Linked DNA regions of Mus musculus: all the other regions are linked to region 1. Evidence: chromatin contacts called from public HiChIP or PLAC-seq and promoter capture Hi-C data. All regions are on one chromosome and are shown on one strand. Each heading gives the region's core, a stretch centred on a gene start, on an enhancer-like site or on the middle of the called end of the contact. The rest is flanking DNA. Distances are from core to core; before and after follow the strand shown. Region 1 holds the start of Itpripl2 (inositol 1,4,5-triphosphate receptor interacting protein-like 2). Region 2 holds the start of Rps15a (ribosomal protein S15A). Region 3 overlaps Smg1 (SMG1 homolog, phosphatidylinositol 3-kinase-related kinase (C. elegans)).

Evidence for each region. Promoter capture Hi-C pulls out the DNA fragments that hold promoters and counts their contacts. HiChIP or PLAC-seq counts read pairs in DNA pulled down with a chosen protein or histone mark.
Region 2: a promoter capture Hi-C map of 3T3-L1-derived adipocytes shows a contact between it and region 1, with 6 times the contacts expected there. The contact joins the promoter of Rps15a here to the promoter of Itpripl2 in region 1. A contact is called at or near these places in 18 of 39 promoter capture datasets (the 3T3-L1 cell line, 3T3-L1-derived adipocytes, the C10 cell line and 11 more), 7 of 484 Hi-C or Micro-C datasets (Th1 cells, Th2 cells, bone marrow-derived macrophages and 3 more), 6 of 115 datasets of contacts at active chromatin or transcription factors (the NIH/3T3 cell line, bone marrow-derived macrophages, effector CD8 T cells and 2 more) and 3 of 9 other capture datasets (adipose tissue, liver and macrophages).
Region 3: an H3K4me3 HiChIP or PLAC-seq map of bone marrow-derived macrophages shows a contact between it and region 1, with 3 times the contacts expected there. The contact joins the enhancer-like site here to the promoter of Itpripl2 in region 1. A contact is called at or near these places in 2 of 39 promoter capture datasets (the C10 cell line and liver), 1 of 115 datasets of contacts at active chromatin or transcription factors (bone marrow-derived macrophages) and 2 of 9 other capture datasets (bone marrow-derived macrophages and liver).

What each region holds. Positions count from the first base shown.
Region 1 is chr7:118,490,198-118,493,963 of GRCm38.p6, forward strand. It overlaps Itpripl2 (inositol 1,4,5-triphosphate receptor interacting protein-like 2), which reads right to left and starts at 1,778. Exons shown (of 1, transcript NM_001033380.3): 1 at 1-1,778. The coding sequence starts at 1,137.
Region 2 is chr7:118,113,959-118,117,724 of GRCm38.p6, forward strand. It overlaps Rps15a (ribosomal protein S15A), which reads right to left and starts at 2,189. Exons shown (of 5, transcript NM_170669.2): 1 at 2,178-2,189; 2 at 1,151-1,288; 3 at 827-906. The coding sequence starts at 1,283.
Region 3 is chr7:118,204,993-118,208,758 of GRCm38.p6, forward strand. It overlaps Smg1 (SMG1 homolog, phosphatidylinositol 3-kinase-related kinase (C. elegans)), which reads right to left. Exons shown (of 63, transcript NM_001031814.1): 5 at 3,031-3,089; 6 at 1,809-2,022. Among named protein-coding and RNA genes, the nearest start is that of Gm40454, 25 kb to the left of the region's middle. Within about 2 kb of position 1,594, at least 21 of the 459 cell types and tissues checked have an H3K27ac peak or open chromatin away from gene starts, as enhancers often do. A contact at or near this core is called in bone marrow-derived macrophages, where this site is marked.

The sequences.
Region 1 (3,766 bases), core at 528-3,027:
AAGCAGCTGCAGGCACTTGAGATAGCAGGCACCTGGAGGCGCCCGTTCCTGAAGCCAGCCCAGCAGTTTCTGCTCCTGACGTGCTGTGTTCACACCCCACAGAGCCTCGGCGCGCAGGCCACCCGGGAGCTCTGACAGGGCCCCGCTAGGCGAGGGTGGTGGTGGTGGTGCCACAAGGAAGACGCCATCACCCAGGTGGACAGCAGGGATGAGGCGCACGGCCATGGAAAGGCGGCAGCAGCCATAGTCCGTGCGGCAAGGAAGGATGTGGAGGGTGGGGGGCTGCTCCAGACTGCCTGGGGTCAGGCTGACCCGACAGCGACCCTCCAAGCTGTAGCGCACAGTGGCCAAGGAGCGCTGTAGGTGCGCCTGGAACCAGCGCAGTACCAGGGTAGCTGAGAGGTGGCGACGGCCCTGCACATCCACACAGAAGCCTTCAGCGAAGGGTTTGCAGTCGCGATGCCACTGGCCCGTCGAGGCCCCCGATGGCGAGGGTGGTGCCTTGAGGGCGCACACGAAGCAGCTGCGGAAGGCTGGGGTCAGCGAGGGTTCGGTCCCCAGGCTCCGCGGCTCCAGCGCCACCTGCGGCGGGAGTCGCAGTGGCACCAACACGTCGAAGCTGTCGGGTCGGCGGATTTTATGCTGTTCATAGGCGCTGCCCACCTGGATGAAGTCTCCCCGGAAGGCCAAAGCCAGTGCTCCCCCGGTGATGAGGCCTGGAGACCCTCGGGCCCGGCCAGCTTGCACTAGTTCCCCCACAATCCGGCTCACATGTGCCTTGCTGTGACCTAGCACATGCGGCGACAGGCGCACTTCGTGCTCATAGTAACTCTCCAGTAAGATGCTCAGGCCTGGCTCTTGCAAGGATCTGGCTGAGAAGTTGGCATGACCACGCGGGCGGGAAGAGCCTGGCAACAGGCGCTGGCGGATGGCGTGGCGACATCGTAGGAGGATGTAGCCGAGGAGAAGAAGGATGGCCACCTTGAGCAACGGGAAACCGCTGTCTGCGCCGTCGGGGGACTCGGCCCGGGCATCCTCGCTGCTGCGTAGGGCATGGTAGAGGCACACCAGCGCCGTGCACAGCCCGGTCACCAAGGGCCAGAAGACCCGCAGGTTGAGCGTGTACCGCACGGACATGCCGGGAGACCGGGCGGCCCAGGGCGCGAGCCCGGGTGGTGTCCCCTGCCCAGCATGCGCGCAGCGTCCCGGAGGCCCCGAGGCCCCCGTGTCCTTGGCCTTGAAGGAGGCTCCCCGCTCGCAGCGCCGGGGCCAGCAGCCCCGCTGCTCTGCCTCCACTCTTAGCTCAAGTTCCCCTTCCAGGCGCCGCCCGCGCAGCTCGCTCCGGCCCCTGACCGCGCCCTGTCCCTGTCCCGCTCAGTCCCAGCCGCGCTGCCCTGGGCTGGCTTCTGCCCCGGACTCCTACCCTACCCTGGGCGGCCCTCCTGGCTCCGCCACAGCTGTGCACAGGGGCGATCGGCCGGGTTACTCGGGTCCCGGGATTTTCTTCTTTCGGAGGGGAAGGCCGCGCCGGGCAGCCGGGAGGAAATGCCGGAGTCTGGAGCCTCGCGGGGAGGGCGGCCCCCTCCCAGCCTCCGCCTGGTTCGACGTCGGGTGGCCAGAGGGACTTCGGGACTTGCGGGAGACTGCACTCCCGAGGGCTACTCCTGGGCCCCCTCCTGGAAGGCAGAACGGGGAAGGCCTGGTTCCGGGGCGGTGGCTGCATCTGATCCCGCACTTACTGGGAAGTTGCTGGAGGAAGGCTTGCAGCCCCACCGCCCGGCCCTCCCTTCGCCCGGCCCCACCCCCAACGAGTCCCGCTGGCGGCGTGGCAGGCTCGGGCGGAAGTGGCCCCTAGCTGTCTGCCGCTGTGCTGTCTTGTAAACCTCTGTAGAGTACCTACTAAGCACTAGACAGGAGCCTAAGGGCTGGGAATGCAGTTGATAGTGTGGAGGTTCTCTTGCCTGTTATTCAAGCTCACAGTCTGGTAAAACGGGACTACGAACAGAGAAGGGTGGTGATGACTGCCTCTGATCCCGAGGCTGGAGTCATGAGTTCAAGACTAGTCTGGGCTACATAGACTGTCTCAAAAACAAAGATTCCCACCAGCAGATGTTCTGAAAGGAAGCTGAATGAAGGAGTACAGGTTGATCTTCCAAAGGATGATCCTCAGAGTCCTGCCCCAAACTGTAGGGTGTCTGACGAGGTAGTGTTGGATCTGAGACCTGGGAGAGCTGGTGCAAAGCGATAATGATAGTTTTTGCAGGACAGGAGACAGGTTTGATGCCCAGCCTCACCACCTGAGTTTGATTCTCAAACCTGCATAGTGGAGGGAGAGAAGTGTTCTGCAAGTTACCTACCCTCTGACCTCCTCGTATATGCAAGCACACACACACACACACACACACACACACACACACACACACACACACACTTACTTTAAAAAGGAAAGAAAAGAAAGAAAGAACTGTGTTTTGGTTTTGGTTTGCCTTATACCTGCATCAGTCACATGGTACATACTTACTCTGTACTTTAATGCTAATCCATACTGATAAGACCTTAGTGCTAATATCTATTGCCAATAAGTAGTATCTTCTCAGATTTTCTGATACTAGAGTCCAGCCAGGTTCCAAAGATCACCCAAAGTCACACAGCCTTTGCAGAGCTGTGCTTCCATCTAGAGGAGTCAGAAGGCAGGGTGGCCAGGGAAGAGGTCCATGTGTCCTTTGGGCATTTTTTTTTTTTCTGAGTCCTTTGTGAGGACTCTTACAAACCTGGAAAGCCTGCGCTTTTTCATAACACGAAAGTCCCAGGAACAATTTGAATGTATTTGAATAGTCGTCTGTATTTGTTCACACTTATTACACCTTGCTGCTGTATAAGGGGAGCAAGGGTAAATGACTTAGAGCATATGGGATCCCAACCATAGAACCAGGATAGAGGGTCATCCCAGCATTAGTCCAGGAGATCCTGACTGAACTAGTCAGGCTAAGCAGAAGTGTGTGTGTGTGTGTGTGTGTTCACTCACATTTATATGTGAAAGCCATAAGTTAACCTTGGGTGTTATTCCTCAGTGTCATTCCTTGGGTGCTATTCCGCCTTGGGTTTTGAGACAGGGTGTCTCACTGAACCTGAGGTTGCTGTTTCGGTGGCCAGCAGCTCCAGGCATTGGCTTGTTTCTACCTCCCCAGTGCTGGAGTTTCACATTCGGGCCATCGTGTGCTGCTCCTCCATACCTGCCTCCTCCTCACAGAGGTTCTGTGGATGGAACAAGGGTCTTCGTGCTTGTGAGGCGAGTGTTATACTGACTGAGCCATCTCCCCAGCCACTGGATTTATTTTTAGATCCCATGTATGCTGTTGCCAGAGTCCAGAGGATTCCTAGGGTGTCCTCACAAGGTGCCCCCCTTGTGTTTAAGTTGATACCAAGATTTACCACCACACATCCACCCCTTGACAACCTGACACACAGTCACCTTGCCTTATATCACCCTTAACTTCCAAATAAAAACAATAACTAGGTCATAATTCTGCCCAACATGATATAACTAGCCACATACAATCACTAATTAGTTATATATTTTAGACTAGATGGCAATGTCCCTTGAGGGATGCTTAGTCTTTTAGAGTTTCATGACGTAAATATGATAATAATCACTAATATTATCTCAACCTATGTTATATTACATTAGAGAAATGGAAGAAAGCAAAATGTCTGCTTAGTGTATATGTTCATATGTGTTCACATTCTTAGCAAAATACGACAGAAA
Region 2 (3,766 bases), core at 939-3,438, 380 kb before region 1:
GAACAGCAATGACCTCACCAACTTAACTGTTCACCACATGACTAGAGCAGTTTTCACACTTCCTAATGCTGCAATCCTTTAACAAAATTGGTAGTAGCCCCAACAATAAAATTACTTCACTGCTACTTCATAACTGTACTTTTGCTGTAACGGAAGTATCTGATTCTGATGGCCTTAGCCCACGACCCCTCTCTGAAAGGGTCACACAAGTAGGACTAGAGGGCCTCAAACTCCTTACAGATCAGAAGGCTCTTCCGCACTATCACTAGCTTATTGACAATGCCCCAAACTGCTATTAAACCATGGAGTCAGAAAGTCTATTTGGCTATGCTGATGACAATTAAAACTGACGAGCAGCCTAGAACTCAGACAGCTACAACCTACACCAACAGACCATGAACTCTTAGCCACTTACTCAAGATTAACAATTTTATTAAAAGCCAGCACACCACTGGACAAGTGCATCGTGTAACTTTAATACAGCAGTTTGACAGAGTATAGATCAACCTCTCTATGTGTTGAGACTTCCATCTTGAAAATAAACAGGCCACACACACCACCAGTACAAGACTGAGTTATTCATACACTGAGCCATAGTTTAAGCTACTGAAATCAGCAGTTTCCCACTCCAGCGTTACCAGAGTTTAGCTCTATCCCACACAAAACTAACCAATAATTTGAACAAGTAACCAAAGACACCAAGTGAAATGTGGGTACTAAAACAGAAGCATAGCCTTAGCCAATTCCTTAAATCAGGGAAGTAGAGCAAGAATGACAACACTGTGAAGTGGCAGACAGCTGCAATTTGAGAAGCAAGATGTCTTACCTTGTTCAACCTTCCTGTGAGGTTCACAACAATCTTCCCAGCTCTGTGATCATCAATGATCTCAAATTCACCAATGTATCCTATAAAACAAGTGACCAGCGTCAAACCAGACATCAATTTGAGACCTAAACCTTTACGCCAACACTAACTTTTTGCCTATTAGATTTTTCTCTCATCTGAGTCTCTGCATCAGAATTCTGAAAGCTCCGTATCACATAAAAATTTTTGGGAGTTAGCATCAACACACCCATTCTTTTCTTGAACGGTTACTGTCTTTCCCTCCCAGATCCAGCACTGTCAAAAACCCAAGACACCAATACTCACCGTGCTTCATCATCACGGTTAAGAACCGAACGATGACTTTAGAACATGGCCTGATGAGGACCTGGCGTTTGCCTCTCTTCTCAGCGTTGTTGATGCTCTTGAGAGCATCCGCCAGAACATTCATTCGCACCATGGTGGCTGTGGAAAGAAAAGCCGGGGTTTGCATCAACACCCAATCATGCTGTCCTACCCCCATTAGCTTTTCCTAGGTCTAAGCAACATTCCCAAGAACCAGGAAAAATTCACTACAATTTCCCGACTGTTCAGCACTGTTCTTCAGAGTCTAGCCCTCCAAGACACTCCTATTCATACCACCCACCACACAAAATAGCTGGGGAGAGAATGACACAAGCCGAGCCTCACCACACAGAAGATAGCCTTCGAAATGGTGGGACCGACCAGCTAGCCAAACTGAAAGTGGGGGTGCGGGAACTGTCATTAGGAAAAAGTTCTGGCACCGTCTGCCAAGATTTTCAAAGCCAGCAGTGTGTCAAGAGGTTAACGCGACTTAACTCATTTACAGGTAACCATTTAACACACAGACACACACACACACCCCCTTTCGGGAGAAGAGGCAGTACGTGACAGGGAGCCCAGCCAGCCTACTGAACGGCCACAACCCATAGGCTACCTCCACGGCTCCTCAGGACGCTGCCAAGGCGTATTTTACGCGCCAAGAGTAAACCACGACGTGGTTCCCTAACTCGGCAGTGAGTGGCTGAGCCTAACTCCCCGCGCCAACCCTGGCCACGGCCGCGTGGGACACTCGGGACTCCAGAGCTCCCGCAGACACCGGAGGCTGCAGGGCCCACGCGGGCCACCGTCCCCGCCGGCCCGAGCCGAGCCCGGCCTGTTGCAGTGGGCCGGCTCCCGCAAAGGGCTACCCATAGCCCCCGACCCCGGCAGACGGAGACTACGGCCCCTGCAGGGATCTATAGGCCCACGGGACTCCGAAAGCGAACACGGGGTAAAGGGATGGCACAGATACCACACGGATGAACACGGAGTTTCACAAACACTCACTCACCGGCGAGGGAAGATGGCAGAAAGAGAGTGGGCCGGGCAAACGCACGGAATTATGGGAAGCGGAAGCGCTATCGCGAGACTTCATGGTCACACACTTAAAAAAAAAAAACCCAAAACCCTGTGATTTCTTATAGGACAACCAATGCGAGGGCGGGGCCTCCTCTGGGAGGGGCAGATGAAACTAGAAATGGTGGGCTGCTAGTCGCTCTGAAACTCGCGGCAGTCCTGCCTCAGCCTCTAGGGTTTTGGCATTAACGCCACTGCGGGTTCTTGCGTTTAGTTTTGTTTGCCACAATGAAACTCACTAGGTAGCTTCGGCTGGGCTGGAACTATGAAGACCAAGCTGACTTCTAGCCTCCACCTGCCTCTGCCTCCCAGTGCTGAGATTAAACATCACAGCACTTGGCTTTTGTTATTATTGTTTTGGTTGGTTTGGCTTGAATTTGGCTTTTGGAGACCAGTAGTGGCCCAATGCTGTCCCCGGAGTCATGAAAATCTTGACTAGTAACAGGGATTACTGCCATGGTCCGCTTCTCTCGCTCTCTCTCTCTTTTTTTTTTTTTTTTTTTTTTTTGTTTGTTTTTTTGTTTTTCGAGACAGGGTTTCTCTGTATAGCCCTGGCTGTCCTGGAACTCACTGTAGACCAGGCTGGCCTCGAACTCAAAAATCCGCTTGCCTCTGCCTCCTGAGTGCTGGGATTCAAGGCGTGTGCCACCATGCCCGGCTTAAGGTCCACTTTTCTTCCTCCTCCTCCTCTTATTATGCAGCCCTGTGATCTGTCTGCTTCACTTTTGTAACTGGGGTTACACTCCTCCTCCTCCTCCTCCTCCTCCTCCTCCTCCTCCTCCTCCTCCTCCTCCTCCTCCTCCTATTATGCAGCCCTGTGATCTGTCTGCCTCACTTCTGTAACTGGGGTTACACCTCAAGTGAATCTGTTGACTCCTAGCCTGGACCATTAAGCTTCAAGCCTACAGAGGTTCGGGAAGCTTCGTTCATTGCTGTTCACACTAAGTCTGGAGAAGCATCTGCCACATAGTAGGTCCTCGACATATAGTTGAAGAAAAAACTGAATGGACAAATCAGTTTCTCCATCTCTAAAACAGGGATGATAGAACCACTCAGAGGAGCTTTTGAGAGACCACACAAATGTGGCAGTGCTCAGCAGTGTTTGGCACAAGATTTATTTCCCCCAGAGGAACAAAGGACAGGGAATGAGAGACAAAGACAGGAGATAGAAGGTGAGGGAGAGGGGAACAAGGGAGAGGGAGGGAAAGGATGTAAGTCCTGGGAACAAAGAACTGCCTCTGCATAGAGAGGAGACAGGTGTGGCCCTTGAGCAAACGACAGTTTATGAGGGTAAAGGGGGAAAAAACCTCTTGTTAGGATGAAGTGTCTAACTCTGGTTAGACACGTTAATTAGGGTAGCTGCAAGGGGACTTTTGGTTGCTGGACCTCCATCCTTTGAAAGCTGGACCTTGGTAGTCAGCCTCAGAAGGAAGTGAGCAAATAAGTGACCAAATAAGAGAGCTTTAGGAATGTAACCTAATAGTTTTTAGAAAAGAGGAAGGGAGAAGAAAAAGGCCCGCCAGA
Region 3 (3,766 bases), core at 344-2,843, 290 kb before region 1:
CTCAAAAAATGTGTATGTGAAAATCAATTGTAAGTGATAGGAAGATGGCTAGGTTGGTAAAGTGTGTATGTGAAAATCAATTGTAAGTGATAGGAAGATGGAAGATAGGAAGCTAGGTTGGTAAAGTGCCAGTCATATAAGCATGAGGACCTGGGCTCGCTTGCTAACACCCACTCAAGGCTAGATGTAATGACAAATGTCTGTAACTCAAGCACTATGATGGGAGGAGGAGCTGGAGACAGGCGGTCACTGGGGTTTATGGACCAGGCAGTGAGAGACCATGGCTCAAAAAACTAAGGTGGAGAACAAAAGAAAAAACAAAACCTACCTCTGTCCTCCAAACAAGTGAATACCACACATACCTCAACACCAAAAAAGATAAAGAAAAAAAACAGATACGGTAGTACCCCTTGTAACTCCAGCATTTGGGAAGCAGGTACAGGAGGATCACCATGAGTTCCAGGCCAGCCTGGGCTATATAGAGTAAGACCCTGACTTAAAAAACAAAAAGTAAACCAATAAAACAGCTTTTAGCAAAATGTGATTAAGTGGGGGCTGACGAAATGCCTCCACAGTACTATTCTTAATATACATGAGGCCTGGGGTATAATTATAATCTTCAGCAACACCTGACTCCCCACCACAAAAAAAAAAAAAGTGATAAGCCTGAGTTAAAGAATATTTAAGGCAGGTAGAGTGACACTCTTTAATCCTAGTACACTAGAGGCAGAGGCCTGACTAATCTACAGAGCAAGTTCTAGAGCAAGCTCTCTTAGTAAAAAGAAACCCTGTCTCAGAAAACAAACAAACAAACAAAAAAAACAAAGAGTGATCTACATATCTTCCTGTGGATTTGGAATCTTTCAAACTGCAGTTAGAAAATACTACTATATGTAAAATTAGACCAATTTGCTACTATGTTGTTTAGTTACAAGTAATTATTATAAACTTTCATAAGTTTCTATAATCAAGGAAAAATGTATATCAGTTTTTGATACATTCACACAAACAAACACACATACATATATTTTTTAAATTACTCAAAATAAAGCAGTTTGAGAGCTGTAAAAAGCAAACAAAGCTAGGCATAGTATCACAACCCTCTAGTCCCAGCACTCAAAAGACAGCAGCAGGAGGATCTCTTTGGTTTTGAGCTAAGCAGAATACATAGTAAGACTCTGCCTCTAAACAAATAAATAAATAAATAGACATCAGCTATTCCAGGTACAAAATAACTTATTTTTTTCAAACATTCCCTCAACAAAAATGTTATATAAATATTTCTCAGATCCAGCATAGAGCCTTGGCTCTCAGGGCCAAGGCAGAAAGGTAAAACATTAGAGAACAGTGGCGCAGACAGTGACATCTTATATTCAAAAAAGAAAGAAAAAAACCTACGTTGGGAATGAGCTTTTCTATATATCCAGATATTCAGAAGTATTTGCAGTATTTAGATTTATAATTTTTGACATCAAATCTAAATTTAGGGAATTTTAAAGGGGGGGGGGGAAAGATTTAGAAATTAGCTGTGATGTTTAGCGTTAGTCTCTCTCAAATGCTGACGGCCTCTGACTGAACTCTCACAGTAGAGTTCCTACTTTCAAATCTGCAAGTCACTCTAGTATTAAGCAACTTCAAAGGGAAGCTTCTAAAAACTAAAAAGACATAAATGTCTAAAATTCAGTTACTTTAACCCTAACTTTACTTGGACTTAAAAGGCATTCATTTTCACAGTGCTGCCCTCAACAGGAGGCAGCTAGGCCTGCCCTTTACCTCACTGCACTGCATTGTGGGTCCCTGGCTCTCACCTGCATCACCGAAGAAAAGGCTTTCTTCTCCCCCACAGTCTCCAGCGCTCTGTAAGTGGCACACAAGTAGAGGAGCTTCACCTCATCTTTCGCAGATGAGCTAAACTTGCTGAAAATCCACTTGAAGATCTTCTCAGCCTCGTAGCTCAGAGAAGCACAGAGAAGGCCCAGACAGCAAGCTCCCTCTTGCCTCAACTCCTGAAGCAACTTACTACTGTGTTTGTTTTAATGCAAATGGAACAAAAAACATACAAAAGGCATCAATTTTCAAGGATGAAAGTATGATACATCTTACAAAAGACTGTCTCCCATGTATTAAAGAATTCCTAAATAACTTTCCAAAGCTCAAACTAAATAAAAAGGTGGAATTTTACCCATTCTACATCTGTATCCTCCTGAGTTCTACAATGCTCAAAAGTCCCTTTATCAGACATGAGATTTCTTTAGGAAATCATTTACTAAAAAAATATTAAAAAGCTGAGAAGTGCTAATATCCAGGCTTGGGTTATAACTGATTCACAGAAAGAGGCATGAGGGAGTTTTTAGAAAATGTACTCCATTTCTCTATAATACCCACCAAGTAAGGACTCCAATGTAGGAAATTTTTTAGTAGCTAAACCACACAAACTTACAATTAAGTGTAGCATTAAGTAATTATGTAAACTAAAACAGTGATCTGCTACACTGAGTGTATTTCTTTTTTTCTGTTGTTTTTTTTTTGTTTTTTGTTTTGTTTTGTTTTTCGAGACAGGGTTTCTCTGTGTAGCCCTGGCTGTCCTGGAACTCACTTTGTAGACCAGGCTGGCCTCCAACTCAGAAATCCGCCTGCCTCTGCCTCTCGAGTGCTGGGATTAAAGGCGTGCAGCACTACGCCCGGCCCTGAGTGTATTTCAGTACTGCAAATCTTTGGAATCATTGCACACCTATGCAAAGCCTAGAGATTATTTAAAGAATAAAGTTCCCCTTTCCCATTGCTCTCTAAGCATTTTTAAAAACTCTCTGCAACAGTAGCTTTCATTCATGAAAGCATCAGCTCATGTCTTTCCACAAGCCAGTGTCTAGGAGACAAGAGCCTCTTTTGAGTAGATTCCATTTGTATTCAATAATTATTAACTTACATAACAAGGTTAGAAGTCTTAGTGATACGGTCCACAGTTTATCATGTTTACTTTATTTTTATAATTACCTTCAAAATCATCTAAATGTGACCATTATTACTTACCTTTCATTGAGCACATCATGAACAGCAGCCAAGATATTATCCAACTGTTTAACTAGTACCTTAAAAAATATAGAGAGAAACTTCAGATTCTACTTAAAAACAGCACTGTATACATTCTTTAACTTATCTTTCCATTCAGATTATGCAGCATCTCAGTTTACATGTATAAAACTCTCTGGAATAGTAACTTTCATTCATAGCGCATCAGCTCACGCCTTTCCAGAAGCCAATGTTTAGGAAAGAAGACTCTCTTTCACATAGATTCCTCAATCACATGAGGATGGCATGTTTCCCTCTTCGGGATATGAAAGAAACTGACTCACAGGAAATAAGAGTCATAATCAGTTTCGAGATACATCCAAGCTCATTTTAACTGGCAGCCTCTGGAGAGCATTTACATGGAATGGCAAGGGGATTGAGAGACGTAATAAAGGAATACAGTGACATAGCGATGACAGATTCTAGGGCTGACAGCAAGAGCTTCACTGCGCATCTTTCTACTTGCTCTTTAATCAAACTTTTAATAATGAAATTTGAGGGGAGGCGCCTTACTGTATTAAGTCTTTGTAATTTTCTCTATCAAGTTCTTAACATCAGGAAAATTATTTAAGAGTGAATATTTTCTAACTGCTTTTGAAGTTTGTCTTAAGGGCTTTTCCACTTCTTCCCATTATTATTTCAAAGTGTATGTGCATTCATGAAGAAGCGTTCTTGGAGGCCAAAGGTGTCCAATCAC